2 separate regions of the Gossypium hirsutum genome follow, and region 2 is linked to region 1. The links are chromatin contacts, called in public Hi-C maps. All regions are on one chromosome and are shown on one strand. The core of a region is the stretch at or near the end of the contact, and the rest is flanking DNA. Distances in the headings are between cores, read along the strand shown.

Region 1 (3,105 bases), core at 391-2,890:
TGGCTCTGGTAATAGTAGGATTTCAGTTCAAGGTATAGATATTAACTGGACTACTGTGAACCAATTTATTGATGTTCGATCGGGTACCTGGAATAAGGACATTATTCGTTGATTTGTTGATGATGAGCAAGCTACTCGTATCTTCAACATTCCCCTTGAGTCTTCTGGAGCCAAGGATGTAATGGTTTGGCGCTACGATACGTTAGGTGAAAAGTGGGTATCATGTATTACTTACAGCAAATAGACAACTCTATGGTTACAATTCAGAACCTTGTGGCCTCTACAAGATATTCTACAGAGCGCTCGGGGACCTACAGGTCCCGGCTAAACTAAGGATTCACATGTGGCGGTTATTTAACAACTATGTTCCCCACTTCAGCAATTTAGTGAAGCGAAGAGTGCAGGTTGCCAATGTTTGTCCTCTTTGTAAGGAGGTGTCGGAGGATATTGATCATTTATTATGGTCCTGTGGTGTGTTGAGGCAGTTGTGGCATTCGCTGAACCTGTCGGTTGATGTCAACTTAGGTACCTTGGATGGGAAAAATCAGTTAGTCAACACTTTTATCACAGCTGATAATGCTACCAGGAAATTGTTAGTTATCTCGTTCTGGGCCTTTTGGTCTACGCGTAATAAAGTGGTTTATGAAGGTTTAAAATTTTCCCAGCAGGATCTAGTAGGTTTTGTGCAGGGTTATGCTTTTGAGTTGAGTTTGCCTAAAGTTCCAGTGGCTAGCCCATTATCTAATGCGTCTACGTTGTGGCAACCCCCGACCTCTGGGTTTACTAAACTTAATTTTGATGCCTCTTTTCAGGAAGACTCTAATACTTCTACAGTGGCTGTTCTAGCCCGGAACGATATGGGGTTAATTTTGGGTGCATGCACTTACCCCTATACTGATGTTGCAGATGCGTTTGTTGCAGAAGCCAGGGCCTGTGAACGTGCTCTCCTTTTTGCGATTGATATGGGCTTCAGGTTGGTCATCTTGGAAGGGGATTCGCTTACGATTATAAAGAAGCTAACAACTGTTAAAGAAGACAGATCCATACTCAGACCAATCCCTCAGAGTATTCGGAGGCTTGAGAAATATTTGGACAAAGTGACTTACCAGTTTGTCCCGAGAACTGTTAATAGAGCGGCTCACACTCTGGTTTTATAGGGGCGCAGGCGGACCTCACCATGTTTCTGGGTTGAGGAGGTGCCAATTTCTGTTGAAAATCTGGTGGCTGAAGACTGTTCGGACTGGAGACGCCACTGCTGAGAGCTTTGGGGCTTTGAAGTCGCGGAGAAGGTTCTTTGAATCTCCGGCGTGGGTGGTTCAAAGCTGTAGTTTCCTCTGTTTGTGGCTTCTATGGGTTTGAGAAGAAGAGGAACGGTTAGCTGGTGTTCTTTAGGCGTCTGTTTTGGGGGCTTGTGGTGCTTTTCAGTCTCTGGTTTTGATTTTGCTGTGTGCTTTATTTTCCTGTTTTGTGTGTTTCTTTTTGGTTTTGGTTGTCGTTTCGTGTGCTGTTATTCTGTTTGTGTTGTTTGTCTCTTGCCACCCCCTTCATTTAATGAATGCCAGTTGTTTTTTTTGACCAAAAAAATTTTAATTTAATTAATTTAATTTGAATAATTCAAAATTGAAACTCGAATCGAATTTTGGTCCATGCTAAGCTTAATAGCAGAATTTGATGCGAGTGTTTATAAGAAACGGGCTTGTAGATAGCTTTTAACATCCTTTTCGAAGAATGTTAATGCTGAGCCCAAAACACAAGGAGATTACCGGACCCAAAGAGGGCCGAAACCTGAACAAGAATGTTAAATATCGCCCCATTTTGCGTGCTAGCATCGGGAATCTCGAAACCCGGAACGAAAATGGCGTCAACTGAAAACAAAGATGACCACTGTACACCTATCTATCTCTATCTCTCTCATCTAATATCTTAAATTCTAATTTCGCAATGATCTAGCTTTTGTTTTTTGTGCTGATTTTTGAAGTGTTCCTTTCTCAGCTTCTGCTAAAAGAGTAGCTGTCATTGGCGCTGGTGTTAGGTACGGTTTCGAATTTTACATTTCGTACATTTTTTCTCGTTATAACTTTTTAATTTTTGTATAGTTGTTTTGATTTTTTGATCGGGTGTAAAAGATGATTTATCAAGAAACTGGAATTTGGAAATGGTAATTTAGTTAGCTAATTTAACTTTTGACTATAATGAAGTGGACTCGCGGCAGCTTACAAGTTGAAATCACAAGGTTTACATGTTACGGTATTTGAATCTGAAGGAAGAGCTGGAGGGAAGTTAAGAAGTGTTTCGAGGGATGGTTTGATATGGGATGAAGGAGCAAATACAATGGTAAACGTTGTTTCTTTTTAGAAGCTTTAATTGCTTTTCTGGTTAAGTAGATGACAAATGCGCTTGTGAATTTTAAAATGCAATGATGATATTGCTTTTTGATGTGAATGTTTGATTTATTAGTGCAGACTGAAAGTGAGATTGAAGTGAGAAGTTTGTTTGATGATCTTGGTATTCAAGATAAGCAACAAGTTGTAAGTGTTCCTAGTTTCCTATAGCTCTATCCGTTCCTGTGTAAATGATAATTTGAGGCTATTAGTTGTAAGTTTATTTATCCTTCAGTACCCCAGTCTTTGCAACAGTATAAGTACTAGGATTTTCAACTTATATTTAATTTTTTGGGGGATAAAATTATAGTTTTTTTCAACTCATAAAAACTGTATATAATTAAATTTTATATGAACATTAATAACTTTTAGGAACTTTGGGGAGGAGGGGGGTTGGTGGTGACTGCCTCCACCTGCCCCCTATTTCGGTTCTTGCTTTTCAAGTTCAACTGAAAGCTTGGGAGTTCCTGAAGGATGATAGTAAAAATAAGAGTATTACTTTCCTTGATTAACTTGATTATTGGTGGTTTAATGCAGCCAATTGCACAGAACAAGCGGTATATCATGAGAAATGGCGTGCCTGTATTGGTATGCTTCTAATGTTCCACCTTCACTGCTATTTGAGTTTACATCTTCTCAAAGTATGACTCTTACACCCTGGGATATGTTGGATCTGACTGTTGTCACAAGATTTTTTTTGTGTTAGATCCCCTCAAATCCTCTC
Region 2 (3,105 bases), core at 223-2,722, 280 kb before region 1:
TCATTAATGGTTAGGTCGGTGATGTGAAAAGACAGGGTCTATTAGTATCCAGCTGTCGATTTGACTGGTATAGGATAAGATTTGATTTTCTGATTTGATTTAGTTGAAATTGGACGAGTTGGGCTAGTTCCGTAAGTTTTAGGCCCAATTTTATTTAGTAGGCTTTTGTTTTTTTTTTAGTTATTCTTTTGATTAGTATCTTGTTAATGGACTTCAGTCCAGTTCTGTTCTATGTATTATTTCTTTTTATTAATAAATCCAGTCAGATCTTTTATTCAAATATATATATGATTTTTTATTTAATATTAGATTTATTTTGTTTTGTTTTTATTATTTGATATTTGATACTTTTATTATTATTCTATTTTAATATGCTCACTTGCACCATTGTGATTTTCTTTATCACGGTGTTTCAAAATATTATGTCTAATAAGTTGAAGTATCTCAAAATTTTGAAGTATTTTTTTTCTTTTGTAAGATGTTACTGGTTTGATTATTAATGTCAAATATAATTTTTTTTAAAAAATATTTAGTATTTAATATTTTACTATTGGTTGCTTTTTTTTCATTTTTTAAATATTTTATTTTATTTTTTAATTATTTTTTAAAATTAATCAACATTTATTATAAATTAAAGGATTAATATTAAATTTAATTTTCAATGTTTACATCTTTTATCAATTTTATCATTATTCTTTTTTTCATTAAATTTGACCCTCAGCCTTTCAAAAAAGAGACATTGTTTTTTTAACGAAAATACTAACTATAGCATTATTTTTTTAACAGTATTAGCATGACAATTCACATAAACTTCATGCTGACAAGACCCTATTTGTCTTATACGCTACGTCAACAAATAATTTAAATTTTACAAAAATAATAATAATAAATTGAGTACATGTGAATTGTTAAGCAGGCTACCATAATTAAAATTATAATGTTTTAGTTAGTATTTTCGTTAAAAAAATAATTCTACTCTTTTTAAAAGATTAATAATCAAATTCGATTTTTTTAAAAGATTGATAATCAAATTCAACTTTCCAAAATTGAATGTGTTGAATGTGTTTAATAAGTAAATGAAAAAAAATTTGTTGTAAATGTCATAATCATCAGGAATTGAATTCAATTTGTTTATTCCACAAGCCTTAAGTCAAATTGATGAACATCCTCCAACATTATTTTTTTGGTTTTCTAAATGTAAAAAAAAAAAAATTATCGATTAAGTTTTAATTTAATTAGTATAGAATAATATATTATTTTTAATGTAAGAAGATGTGAGTTTAAGTGTGTTGAAGGTCATATGAATAGTTCTAAGCATTATTCTAAAAGCAAAAGATATAATCAAAAAAAAATATAATAAAATTAATTAAAAAATTTCCATTTGAAGTTAGATATATGATAAAATGAAGTTTTTATTTGTAAGTAGGTGGATTAAATTAGAACATTGTTAGCCCAAAAGTTGAATTGGTCGAGCCCAAACTATCTTTGTTTTCTAAAAGAAGAAAGGAATAAACTAATAAGGAATATACTAGCAAGAAATTCCAAAGAGGCAAATCAAGCAAGCAGGAGCTTTTACAGAAGCAAGGCAACCCCGTACCCTTCCCAGAAAAAAAGGTGGAAATTTCATCTGCAGCTGATGATTGGAGATGGTTCTTCACCACTACCTTTAAATAGGAGGAGATTAACTAATATTGATTCCATGGAGGCTGCATCAGCTAAAGTCGGTCCTTGATTTAATTTTTGTTCTTGCTGTTCTATATGTTGTTTTTAAGTATTGGGTTGATCCGGGTTTTTACTTTGATTATCGATTCCTATGATGGGTCTGCATCCTCTTGTTTATGCAACTGAGTTTGTTTCTGTTTCTTTATTTTTAGATAGTGAAAGAAAGATTTAAGTCGGTGAATCATTATATATCTAGTTGAGCTCAAATCTTTTAACATGGATGATAACTGAAATTAGCTTAACTTTGATGGAATTAAACTTCATCTTGGTTTCCTTTTGCTATCTTTATCAAGAATAGTGGTTCATTCATGAAAGTTGGTCAGTAGCTTCTCTTTTGGTTTTTAGGTGAAATTGCTGTTAAAAAGTTTATACGAAGGTAAATTCCGGGGGTAATTCTTTCCCCTCTTTGTTTACTTCTTTGAGTAGCTTTTTTGTAGTAATCGTCTATAAGGAATGTCATGCATATGAAGTTGTTGAAACCCGGTTGGATTTGGACATAACCGTCTCGAAGGAACACCGACAGCTTTTTACATTATTCATATGGTTGTCATAAGTGTCAAGACAGATTTTGCTTTCCTTTATGTAATTATATTTGATGGAACTATACATTAGGACCTCTAATTCACGACTCCGTAACTCGCATGATATGTTGTATGCAGGTTGCTGTTACGCAATTTATTTATGCTTTTTTTTAATTATTTCATTTCTATGATTATAGGCTAAACTTGCTGCTGCAAAAGAGAAATTTGGACGAGAAATTCATGTCTTCGAAACTGAAGGACCATCGCCAATACAAAATGAAGTGCCCAGCACTGGTGCGAGCGACCCTGCAAAACATATTTTCAGACTTTTAACTTGCCTATTGACTAGAAGTGACAGTTCATTTCGTAAACTGATAAAATGCACTTATTTATTTTTGGGCAGAGGAGTCGGATGACGTCTATGAGTTCACAGCAGAAGATTATCATCGAGTAATGGCAACTAAAAAGGAAGGTACTTTTGGCAATGAACACAACTCATTTATCAATTTTATCCTCTAGCTTCATTTAGATATTTTTACCAGCTGATTTTGGGATTCATTTACGTTAAAATGACTCTGGCATGCTATGGCACACTTTTTTGTTAGAGATATATTTACACCATTTTAAGTGGATAAAATTTTGAAACAGATAACTACTTAAAGACACGAAAAATTCGAGAAGCAGAGGAGGCAGCCCGCAGATCAAGAGTAACAAAGGTCCTTGCTAATTGCTACTTGCCACACTTTTTGTGGGTCTTTTAGTTGTCTTGCCTTTGATAAGTTTCAATGTTCATGTGCAGGCTGTGATAAGGGTCCGCTTTCCTGATAACCACACATTAGAGGTCACATTTCATCCATCAGAA

What was found. A called contact is a pair of places that touch in the nucleus more often than the background predicts.
Region 2: a Hi-C map of leaf shows a contact between it and region 1, with 3 times the contacts expected there. The contact joins the promoter of LOC107957022 here to the promoter of LOC107957004 in region 1. A contact is called at or near these places in 6 of 34 Hi-C or Micro-C datasets (callus and leaf).

The regions. Positions count from the first base shown.
Region 1 is chrA05:84,936,229-84,939,333 of Gossypium_hirsutum_v2.1, reverse strand. It overlaps LOC107957004 (protoporphyrinogen oxidase, mitochondrial), which reads left to right and starts at 1,640. Exons shown (of 19, transcript XM_016892432.2): 1 at 1,640-1,886; 2 at 1,993-2,032; 3 at 2,199-2,334; 4 at 2,463-2,528; 5 at 2,919-2,969; 6 at 3,088-3,105. The coding sequence starts at 1,796. LOC121229152 (a long non-coding RNA gene) reads right to left here and starts at 1,576. Exons shown (of 5, transcript XR_005926768.1): 1 at 1,107-1,576; 2 at 888-1,023; 3 at 88-529; 4 at 1-5.
Region 2 is chrA05:85,219,522-85,222,626 of Gossypium_hirsutum_v2.1, reverse strand. LOC107957022 (plant UBX domain-containing protein 1) reads left to right here and starts at 1,472. Exons shown (of 7, transcript XM_016892448.2): 1 at 1,472-1,720; 2 at 2,441-2,537; 3 at 2,647-2,715; 4 at 2,892-2,959; 5 at 3,043-3,105. The coding sequence starts at 1,637. LOC107957023 (a long non-coding RNA gene) reads right to left here and starts at 76. Exons shown (of 5, transcript XR_005926412.1): 1 at 1-76.